Linked DNA regions of Zea mays: regions 2 and 3 are each linked to region 1. A link is a contact called in public Hi-C data. All regions are on one chromosome and are shown on one strand. The core of a region is the stretch at or near the end of the contact, and the rest is flanking DNA. Distances in the headings are between cores, read along the strand shown. Region 1 holds the start of LOC100383555 (Peptidyl-prolyl cis-trans isomerase CYP40). Region 2 holds the start of LOC100283082 (EF hand family protein). Region 3 holds the start of LOC103629916.

What was found. Hi-C and Micro-C count contacts between places; a contact is called where the count stands out from the background.
Region 2: a contact with region 1 is called in a Hi-C map of bundle sheath, with 3 times the contacts expected there. The contact joins the promoter of LOC100283082 here to the promoter of LOC100383555 in region 1. A contact is called at or near these places in 6 of 25 Hi-C or Micro-C datasets (bundle sheath, ear, endosperm and 3 more).
Region 3: a contact with region 1 is called in a Hi-C map of bundle sheath, with 6 times the contacts expected there. The contact joins the promoter of LOC103629916 here to the promoter of LOC100383555 in region 1. A contact is called at or near these places in 13 of 25 Hi-C or Micro-C datasets (bundle sheath, ear, endosperm and 6 more).

The regions. Positions count from the first base shown.
Region 1 is chr6:122,127,915-122,131,777 of Zm-B73-REFERENCE-NAM-5.0, forward strand. LOC100383555 (Peptidyl-prolyl cis-trans isomerase CYP40) reads left to right here and starts at 2,146. Exons shown (of 10, transcript NM_001176203.1): 1 at 2,146-2,411. The coding sequence starts at 2,196.
Region 2 is chr6:121,720,458-121,724,320 of Zm-B73-REFERENCE-NAM-5.0, forward strand. It overlaps LOC100283082 (EF hand family protein), which reads right to left and starts at 1,676. Exons shown (of 1, transcript NM_001155984.2): 1 at 994-1,676. The coding sequence starts at 1,524. The coding sequence ends at 1,228. LOC100277688 reads right to left here. Exons shown (of 7, transcript NM_001151191.2): 7 at 2,711-3,634. The coding sequence ends at 3,174.
Region 3 is chr6:121,833,686-121,837,548 of Zm-B73-REFERENCE-NAM-5.0, forward strand. LOC103629916 reads left to right here and starts at 2,173. Exons shown (of 2, transcript NM_001382836.1): 1 at 2,173-3,178; 2 at 3,362-3,863. The coding sequence starts at 2,516.

The DNA of each region.
Region 1 (3,863 bases), core at 896-3,395:
ATGCCGTAGGCAACAAATTCTTCAACCAAATCCCGGTCGCTGCTCGACCGGGCTGCGCACCGAATGGCCTCTTCGTTTTTATCTCCTATCTCCTTTCTTCACTTTAAATTGTGCAAACACCACATAACAGTGCGAGCACAGGATGGACGGGGGCAAACCAGGCACCCCTTCGACATCCTCCGACGCTTACATAAAACCAGAAACACCATCAGTTACCCCACTTGTTCTTGGCACATGAAACAATTTGAACTACTTTGGCCGACGTCTTCCCAGTCCTCGGCGTGAACGTGCAAGACCTAAATTGGGCAATCAATCCACAAATCATCTTTTTCTGTCAATGCAGACAATAATTCTTGGTGAAGACCTCAATAGACGGTTTCCCAACATACGAAGTCACTGCCCAGACAAACTTTGCCAACACTACCATAGCATTCGGCGCCAGCTGATGAATCTGAATTTCAAATTTCCGCAACACTTCCACTATGAACCGGTGTGTCAGCAAGCGAAGTCCAGCGGTAAAAAGGGCCTTAAACACAACCAACTCACCCTCCGGCTCAGGGACATCTTCAGCTCCCGGCACCGACCCAACTCCATTCCCAAAGTACCCCAAACGTTGCATCTCGTGCATGCGGCCCGAGTAAATCCTCGATGTCCCGAACTCTACAACTCGACAACCGATGCCGGATCACTAATCGTCTTCTCCGACGACGGCATGTTTGAGGACGTGGTCGCAACGAACGACAAAGAAGAAGACAACAACATCACGTACCATCGCCGACAGCGAGTTGTCTGCTTGATGCGGGCCAGATCACCGGTGGAGAGAGACAAAGAAGTCGATGCGTAGAAAGCAACATGGCTAGGGTTTTTTCCGCAAACAGACGGGTAAAAATCCCACAGCGGCGAGCGCGCTTCCCTTTTTAGCCCAGGAAAAACGCCTCGGGAACCCAACAGACCCACAGTAAAACATCACCTTTCAATGGTCACATTTTACAAACCCTCGCGGGACCACTTCAACCGAGCGAGGGCAGTGTCTCGACCATCTCCCGAAAAATACTTCAGGACCAGCTCTCTAAGTTGAACTGGCCCCTCGGGGGGGGGGGGGGGGGGAAGTGTTGGGGTGCAGGCTGAATGCCCCCCTCGCTCGGTTCATTTATCGCGAGAGCAGTTTAAATCATGACGGAGGGAAAGAGAAGTCCACTGCAACCAAGCGAAGGCCCTAGGACGGAGGGACTGTCCAGGACAGGTGGAGGCTTTGCCGGTTCTCGGTGAAGCCAGGAGCGGCGAAGGCCTTGCCGACTTCCGAAGACCTGGCTCACGCAACACGAAGGCTACTATCAATACCCGCACATGTTATTAAAGCGGGCCCCTATGTAACCTCCCTGGGTCGCCTGACCCCACTTGTAAGCTACAACGTAGGTAGGATTAATGGTGTGTTCGCCCGTGTTGTACTTAATCACACCGTAATAACCTGTAATAACCTTTGAGGGAGAAATATTTCAGGAATAACGTAGTTAACCAGGGGCATAACTGTATGTCTGTATTCACCAATGTGAGATTGTCCATGGTTACATATAAATACTCTCGCACTGTACACTGATGGGGACGCTGAAAAAATATTGTTGCCCTTATCCACCGTGTTAATGTATAAAAAGATGCTTTTTTTCAGAAAAGCCAGGGCCAGAGCTATTTTTGAACGAGCCGGAACTCTGCCAAATGGACTCTTAATTAACTTTGTAGAGGAAGATAACAACATATATACCATAAAGTAAGCATATTATGGAATACATTATAGATAACAATACTGATTTTATATCATAATTCTTAAGATTTCTTATAGGTTCGGTAAAATCAAAAAATTGACTTAAACAACTTCAAGAATCTATATCAAGCACAGAGGGAGTTTATATATATCAAGCACAGAGGGAGTTTATAGCAGTAGTAATTAATCGCTTTAATTTGGCACGGTGCAAAAATGTGAAGTCTCGCAGGCCAAAACCCAAATGGTCCCCCATGATTTTAGAAAATATGACCATAAAACCCTCCGAACCCACTCCGCCGCAACCCACTAGCTGCTCTGGCTCCCCCGAGGCAATCGAGTAATCGACGAAGGCCACCACCACCTCCACACCACTTTGCCTCGAGAAGGTTCCACCAAGCCTCTCGGCTAGGGTTTGGGGACTTTGGGGGCGATCGCAATGGAGGGCCGCGGCGCGGAACAAGCACCCGAGGCGGCGGCGGAGGTGAAAAATCCGAGGTGCTTCATGGACGTCACCATCGGCGGCGAGATGGAGGGGAGGATCGTTGTAGAGCTCTACGCTTCCGTGGTACCGCGGACGGCGGAGAACTTCCGCGCGCTCTGCACAGGGGAGAAAGGCATCGGCGCCGCCAGCGGCAAGCCGCTTCACTTTAAGGTTCGATCCATTGGATCGTCGCGAGGGCTTTACCTCTGCGCCCTTGCGTGATTTGTGTTCTTTGTTGCTATTTGTCCTGCGGTTTGTATTTCTAATAACTTCTTTTTTTGTGCTTTGGCGTTTCGCGATTTGGAAATCAAAGCGATATCAATGTTCCGCTGTAACGGAATAAAAGGATTGAATATTGGTGCTATTTAACTTGTTCTAGTTTGTATTCAGTAATTAGAACCGAAGAAGCGCTATTTCCTGGGATTGTCTATTTAGGGTTTTGATGCAGATTTCGTAATATGGAAATAGTTGCCATTTGTTTTTGATATACTAGTTTATTTCTTTACTCATCTATAGAACAGTCCCCAAGGGATTTGCCTTCTCGTTGCTTCGCAGTTTTGCTTCAGGTTGCGATTGTTTAAATTCAGGTATAGTGTAGTTATCATTAATTCGATCCTATAAACTTATTTGACATCGTAAATATTGTATCCTTTTGTCATATAGCTGGGTATTCCACGTTCGTCAGCATATTTGCCTGTGTTCTAACCTTGTTCCTTTTGTTTTTCTTGTTTTTTTCCCTCAGCAGTACTGGTGCTGTGATGTCAAATCAGTGTCCTTTGGTCTGCAGTGAACTATATGCACTGCTGCTTCCAGTGCTGTTACTGTTATAAGGGCCCCGCCCTTTTGACTTCATCCCCATTTTATTTACACCTCCTATGTACCGCCCGTGCTAGCTTTATGCCCTTCTACTATATAATTGGCCACGTTAGCTTCTCCTATAGTGTTGCTCACTTTATGTGCGAAGTAGAGTTGCCGTATTGTACGAGCAGGTATACAATGTACTTTATTGTGGTCTGATCACATAGAGGTTCTTATGCTCTCAAAGGCGCGCCCAACTGTTTGCAGTGGAAAACGAGTGCGAGAATTGGACTCCTGTGATACTTTTTTTAATCTTTTTGCTGGCTAGCCTCGCCGGAAGCACTGCAAATGGAAGCTATCTTTACGTAGAACACGCACGAAATACCTGTGATTACAGCTTCGCCACAGACAGACAAGCTAGTTAAGGTTCATGGCTGTTAGTGAGAATTTGGCAGGATTTTATATGTTTATCGTTCAGATGATGTCTTTTTGAAGGGACATACATCACTGTATATAGCTTTATTTTGCCGGTCATCTTGATTTGTGTCTGGTCATTGTTTGGCATTAGTCAGGGACAAGTTCTAGTGGGTACCAGAGTAAAATCCTGCATTGAACAGGGATATATGAGGAGTGACGTGGCGTGGTCATATCTAACGTTGATGATATGTTTTGGACATATATGGAACTCCACTATCTGTTGTGGGTATGGAAGCACAGTGAATGGTTTTTTTTTGGGGGGGGGTGTCTGTAATTGCTGATTTTCCCTTTTCTACAGCTTTCCCCCATCATCTTGAACAATAATGCTTCTTGTGACCACTATTTGTC
Region 2 (3,863 bases), core at 426-2,925, 410 kb before region 1:
TTCAGATGGAAACCTTGCTTGTCCCTAATCAACATGCCGCGTAATGCAGACCTGGATCCCAAGGTCTAATGATCCAAAGGATAAACATAAGTGTTAAGACCCATTGTATGCTGCTGATGACAGTATCATGAATTCAAAATTTGCTGCTCAAGGTGTCCTACAAGCATTTTTCACCATTCCAGATACCCAATATTCCTCAGCTAGCACTCAATCCCAGTAGCCTCGCTTGATCAATCAAAGGCTGCAGTACATCATCCACTTCATCCATAATTTTGTTTTGTTATCTTGTAAACAAGGGTAGAACTGAATTCTAGCTTCAAAGCTGCCAGTGCATGCATGAGTCCCTAACTCTAAAACTGCAGTAGGCATAGCATAGGGACATTGTTGTTGCCTTGCAGTCACTTACCATGGGATTATGAGCAGATAACCAATCATATCCCAAGATCGTGTCATACATACGCACCCCAAACTCAGCACCCTGACATCACTAGCTGAAGGAACGACGCGAGGTGGACCTGTATGCCGAGGCCGAGACGCTCGTCGCCGCCGGCGTCGTAGAACCTTTACACGATCCCCACCGAGGAGCCTGGTGGTCGGATCCGCGGCCGACGCCCCTAAGCAGGCGGGCGGTTCCCCATAGTCCTCTACTTCCACGACGGGGGCCTGGTGGTCGGATCCACGGTCGACGACCCCGAGTACCGCCTGGCGCCCGATCGAACACCCTCATCCCCGCCTGCTACGACGAAGCCTGGGCCGCGATCCCTGACGTCGGCGGCCGACCCGTGGGTCCGCGACCATGGTGGCAAATTGAAGTTTAATACGATCGAGTTATACGCAGCATACACTCTTCAAACCATCCACAAATTGAAGTTACCACAAGACATTCAAGAAGCAGCAGCACTCGTACGTACAGCGCCTACTAAGAAAGTGTTTTTGTTTTGTTGCTTTGTACACGCAACTGATGGGTTAATCATTAGCGCTCGCTGCTTTCTCTTCCCGTTTGCGTTTGCGTTCAATGTGTTTTGACCAAACAGCAGTACGTAACAATAAGTAACAACACACATCCACCCGGACGTGAGAGAAAAAAAAAAAGTAGCAACAACACATCCAACCCACCCAGCTGTGACAAACAAGTGACGATCGAGTAGTGACAAACCCATCGATCGATGCCATATGCTCCATGCCTCCATATTGGCCGATCGATCGGCCGACGACGGATCAGCAGTACTAGTAGTACCCGAGCTGGGCGATCTTGACGCGGAGGTGGCTCTGCGCGAAGGCGAAGAGGCGGGCCACCTCGTCCTCCCCCAGCTGCACGCCGCCGTCGCGGTCGGCGTCGGCGGCGCGCACGCCGCCCCTCGCCTTCCACCACGCGAACCGCACGTTGAGGCTCCGCAGCGCGTGCCGCAGCTCCTCCCTGCTGATCCGCCCGTCGCTGTCCGCGTCGAACTGCGCCAGCCACGCCCGGAACTCCTCCGCTGTTAGCTCCCCCCGCGGCAGCGCGCGGTACCGCATGAACGCCATCCTCTCTCTCTCTCGCGACGCTGGTATCGTGCCCGGCCGGCGACCGCTGCTCTGCTTTGCTTCCGCTAGCTTGGTGAGTGGTTGCGAGTGAGCTGTGGGCCTACTGCTGATCGAGTGGCAGGCAAGTAGTGACGCACACAGCTCCGATCCGTCCAGGTCCAGGCTCTCCGCCTCCTATATATATAATAACCGGTGTCCAAGAAGAGGAGGGCCACGGCGCTGAGGGTTACTTTTACGACTACTCCGTTACCGCACGTTTTGCACGCGCGGTTTCTTCTCCAGTCGATGTCCTTTGCGTCCTTCTACAAAGTATTCACTGGTGTACGTGCTGGTAGCACAAAGTTTTACAATGCTTGAAGGCAAAAAGGTTGAGAGTTATTTGAGAGTAGTTCCGTGATTGATCATGCGAAAGCCTTGAAACCCCAGGATACTTTTGTTCCAAAGACGCGGCAAAACCATTCATTAATATGAGAATCAGATTCCGTTGGGTAGGCTTTTCGCAGGCAAGCCGTGGATCAGAGCAGCCTGACCCGCAAGTGGTCGCTTGTTTATCTCGTAGAGCGGGGCGCATCAGCAGGTTCTCTTGCTGGCTCATGCTCATCAACGGGTTCTCTAGCTGGGTAGTGGCACAACGTTAAATACATGCAGTAAAATGTACCGCTCCCATTTGTTTACGGCAGAAATATGAACGCGTCACTAGTTTCCTTTGTGGCTAAGAAGAGTACAGAAAACGCGTCAGTTCAGAAAAGGGAAGCATCGTGTCCATGTGTTGCCAACGTTGGCCAGAACACAACAGGTTCGTATTCGATCTGTCTGTCTTGGAACATGGAGGAATTTTTTTAAAAAAAATACGTTCTTTTTTTTTCGTTTTTAGAACATCTCTTGTGGTTCCTCCAGCTAGACCACAATGAGAGTTGCATATGCTAATTTTGGATTCTTAAAATTTTGCTCCATCATCATTTCATATCGTTGCAACAAAAACTGCTCCCTCAATCCTCCTCAAATTTCATTCCATGGTATCATGGCATCTGAATACTGAATGTTTTGACTTTGAGGTGAACCAGAAATACAGTCAGTGACAGCACTAAACACAAAACGGTACTCGAAGAAACGAAAGACACCAAGCGGGAAAAAAAAAGAAAGACCAACATTAAAATACTAACATCAGCTATGACCAGTAAAAAGGAAGAGAAGATTTTTCCGATAGTTAGATTTGACGAACATGAAATATAGAGGAGACTACAGGAGCATAATAATGCATTCCCTTGGCTATTCAATGTTAGCGTGCACCTTACAACCCGCCTAGAAACTATGTCCACGATCCACCTTCTAGTACACACTAAGGGCTTGTTCGGTTATTCCCAATACATATGGATTGGATGAGATTGGAAAAAATTGAGAAGAAGTTTGACTTGTTTGGGATTCAAACTCATCCAATCTCACTCAATCCACATGGATTGAGAGCTAACCGAACAAGCCCTAATATGGTATACAAAGCATATGTACATTCTCTCGCCAAGCAGCGCAAAAGTAAAAAACAGAAACAATTACAGGGAGCTTACATAGGTAAAATCTTGCTCAGAGTGCCCATTAGACACCTTGCCTCCGTTATATATACAAAAAATAATAATCTCAACTCCTACAGAAAACTATAGTCTTGAACGTCGGAAGTACCTGATGGGATTGAATGGACCAAGTTGACGGGCAGAAGCAAATGTTGGCCGTCCATTCGGGGACACTGTCGGCTTGATGTCCCATCCTTCAACATTTCTCGGAACACAAACATCAAACAGGATTTGGCCAAGGACTCCTTTAGGCTCCATGCAGGGTGGATGGGACATGTGGGACCCGGGTTCCTGAGACTCATCGTGATCCTTCGAACTTGGCAAGAAGAAGTGATCGCTAGGACTGTTAGGAACCCCTCTTAAACTCTCGTTTGAATTGGCTGCAGCATTGTGTAGACTGCAGACCGAGTGCGCTATCTTGTACTCCCGGTCACCAGCCATATTTGAGTCATATAGTTGGCTTCGGTGGCAGAAGGTAAGGAGAGCCTTCTTCAACATATCATCTACAGCTGTCCTGTATTCAGTTTCATGTGAATTGTAATGACCTGCAAGTAATCAGAAAAGTGATTTAACTTATCTGTGAAATGTGACATACTGCCTGGCAGCAGAGAAGAAAAAAATGAGGTCTGAAGTTGACCCTCATATCTGCAGCAGCTAGACTGTGTGTAGTATAATGTTGCCCCTTACTATTCTAGTGTGACCAACCTAACGCCTAAAGCTATAAGGCAGCATGGAAATCTCCTCCCGCTTGTCATTTCCTCAACATTTATGAGT
Region 3 (3,863 bases), core at 923-3,422, 290 kb before region 1:
ACAGACGTCAAAAAAATACACGCTCGTCTCTTCATCGTCTCTCCCTGCCATATCTCTGCTTTCTTCTTCCCCAATCCATCCCTTCCGAGCACTGAATCCTGGGTTTCTCCTCTTCGGTGTCAACATCTGGTATCTTGCAATTCTGGTCCATTAAAATCTGTCATGGATGCGGCGATGCAACACATTCTCGACGAACTGGTACACATGGAGGAGTGTTTGACCGGTGTGTGGCTAGCATTGCGGCGAGTAGCTCGCACGCGGACGCGCTACCCCTTCTACAACGACAACTCCACCGACCCCGACGTGTCGCTCGACTCGGATGCCGACATCATCCTCATCAACGCCGATGAAGGGTCTTTAGAGTTAGAGCCAGCCCTTGGTGATGTGGCCATAGGCGGCCTCACTGAAGTGGGCATTGTCCCAGCTTCAGTGGTTGGAGGAGTCCTGCCACGCGCACTCCTCCAGCTCGTCGTACTTGGAGGAGAGGTTGAAAAGTTATACTTTCCCATGCCCACCGCTCGCAGTAGGCCCGCGATGTCTGTCTATAGGGTTCAGGGTATAACTACAAAAGATGGAGTCGTAAAGTACGTGAAATTCATGCCCCTCGCTTTGGAGATCACCACAATGGATGTGATTGATGCACAAGGATAGAGCTTCACACATACGCTAGGTTTAAGGTGTTGGATCTCTTTCTTGAGGTCTTGTTCGTTGAACTAAGAGCTTGCTTTAATGTGTTGACATCTATTGTATGAGATGAAAGTGGATAACCGAACTGTTACGATAAATTTAATATCTTAAAATAAATAAATATATATATGAAATTTGATGTTGATTTTCTTATTTTACCAAGTACATTATTATAAATAAGAATAATTTTTGTATAAATTGTTTTATACATTATTTGTTTCCTAAAAAAGTTAAAAAATATTCGAATTTTATAAATATCATTTGAGAAAAATATATGATAAATTTGAGTTTTATCTTTTATGAATATTTACAAGCTCAATGCTAAAAACAAGAATATAAATTTGCATTGTATATTATATATTTTATTTAATTTTTTAGATAATTAAATTTTTAAAAGTCTCCGCCTCTGCGAGTCCACATAGCCTAAAATGAGTACATAAAACATGAAAAACCTGATGTGAAGGCTGTAATACAATTGGTCTATTATAAAGAAATGTTGTCCCGAACATTTTCATGCTAATTATTTGCCTGCATCTGTATTCGTCTGAGTAAACTGACTTTGTTTAAAGACGTCTGAATAAACTTGTCAATAATGCTTCTGATGAGCTCTTGTTCCACGAAATGAAAAAAAAAAACCCGGTAGAGTCAGCAGTTGCCTGATTGGGATGGTAAAATGCCTCCTTTCAGGGGAAAAGCCTTGTGTGTTGATATGACAGCGAAGCACGCGAAATGTTTGTGAGCTTCCAAAGGAAACCGCATTCGTTCTGTCAAAAGTAATTCGATTTTGCTGGACGTGGACGTGGCCACGGAATTGACCTCTTTGCTTGCCAAGTCAACGGATCATATATAGGCTTCAGAACGTGTGAGTTTCCACCGCACTAAAAGAACTTCATATATAAAAATCAACTTAATTCAATTCCCTAGGAAACCAGAGATGATTTGAATTGCTTCGTGTGGAATTTTTATGTTGCAAATTTTTGGTTATTAACAGCACAGATCCTTAAACAGAACGACACGGCACCGAGATAATATATGGAAGCTCATCTTGGAATCCTCAATAAGCAGCTGTAAATCAACAGGCGTGGCGTCATTTAGCGCCGCACCAAATCAGGAGCCACCTGTGAAGGAAAGGAAGGAAGTACAGCCCACGAGCTTCCTTTGACGAGGAAACGGCCATCTCTTTTCCTGGCGTGTCATATTATATCTTCCAACAATCCGTGTCGCCATCAGAGGCTTTTATTTTAGATTAGAAAAAAGGAACGGATATTAGTCCATCAAAATCACGTTAGACAAACGCGGTTGTTTATAGCTCGCAAAAGCGGATCCAGACATGCCTACTTCGGTCCAAATAACTTACATTCAACTGTACTTCCAATTGACGAAATTTGTCGGCAAAGCACGACGAAGACGAAACCGATAGCGTCAATTATAAAGCGATTTCAGTCGGCTTAAAGTTTCACGAGTCTGTCTCAGATAGTAACAACTTTCAGAAGATAGGAACATATATTTCTTACTTCTGCCAAAAATATAGACAATCAATCACGTTAAATAAAGTATAAAAAAAACAAGATGTCAAATTCCTCTGCCCGCTTCACTATTATTTATGTTTTGTTAGATATATATATTATTTTTTTGCATATTCATTCAGCACGTATTCACGTCGTTCTCAATTCCGGTCTTCGCCTGCAGGCCCGTTTCCTCCCGGTTTCCTTGGCTTGTCCTCTCTCCGTCTCCGTCTCAATCCTCACCACAGCTCTTAAACGAGCGGCAGCCACCACACCACCAGACACTTCTCCAAGTCCGAAAAGCCAATCAGAGGCCCACCGAAATGGAGCTGAAGAAGTCTCCCGCGTCGTCGTCGCCGCCGCCGCCTCCGACGGGCTTTCGGTCAGACAGCGCGGCCGCCAGCCCGTACGTCACGGCGCCGTCCAGCCCACGCGGGCGCCTGGTCCCCTCCGAGGGAGCGGCGGGGGCCCTATTCCTGACGGCGCCGCCGTCGCCTAGTCCGTTCGGCCTCCTGCCGCCGGCCACCCCGACGCGCCTCACCGGCGCCGACCCGTTCGACCTCTTCCAGCACTTCACCAGTGCGCCAGCCAGCCCCCGGCGCGCCGCGGCCATATACGCGCACGTCGCCGAGGGGAGCGGCAGCGACGACCAGGAGTTTCAGCCGCGCCGCCGGCTGTACGCCGCCACAGGCGGATCGTCCGTGCCGTTCGACTGGGAGGAGAGGCCTGGGACGCCGAAGAGGGGGCTCGGCGGGGGCGTGCCCGCCGCGGACGTGGCGGCATGGGACACGGGATTCGAGTTCGGCACGCGAGTCGGCAACGCCGCGCCGGCGGAGACGCTTACGGCGGCCGACGAGCTCTTTGAGAAGGGCAAGATCAGGCCTTTGAAGCCGAGGCCCAAGAAGACGGCCGACGACGAGCCCAAGATTCGTCCGTTGAAGCCGCCGCCCAGTGGCGGTCCTAACATTTCACGGGCCCAGGACAAGGTTTTAAATAGAGGCCCTTCAAATTATTTTTAATATATAAATGTTACTAATTAAATACTCAAAATATATCAAAAAATATTTATATCAAATAATAAGTAAATAAAAAGATATATATTATAGTATCATTTTGAAAATTTCTTCTAACATATTTAGATATTCATTATTTTGTTGATGGGCTATTAGATCACATCACTAGAATTGGGCCCTACGAATTCGGGGGCCCGGGGCGACCGCCCCTCTGCCCCACCCTCAGGGCCACCACTGCCGCCGCCGGGGCTGCTCGACGGCGGGAGCGTCACGCCGTCGCCGCGGTCGCCGGTCGTGGCCAGAGGCGCAGGCGCCACGTGGTCGCCGCGGCGGAGGAGCAGGGTCGGCTCCGGCGTCGACTTCGACCCGTTCACCGCCGCGCTCCTAGAGGCAACCAAGGCGCCATCGCCGCTCGGCGGCAAGGACGACGAGGGCGGTGTTGCTGTTGCCCCCCATGGCTCGCCGCCCACGAGACCAGCCACGCGTCCCGCGTCGAGGAGCGCCGGGTGGAGACGGTGGCGGCTCAGCGATCTCCTCCTGTTCCGGAGCTCGTCCGACGGCGGCCGCGTCAACAGCTCGACGTGCCCGTCAAGAGGGCGAGCGCAGCAGCCGCCGGCGGTGACGATCAAAGCCAGCGCCACAAAGCGCGAGGACATGG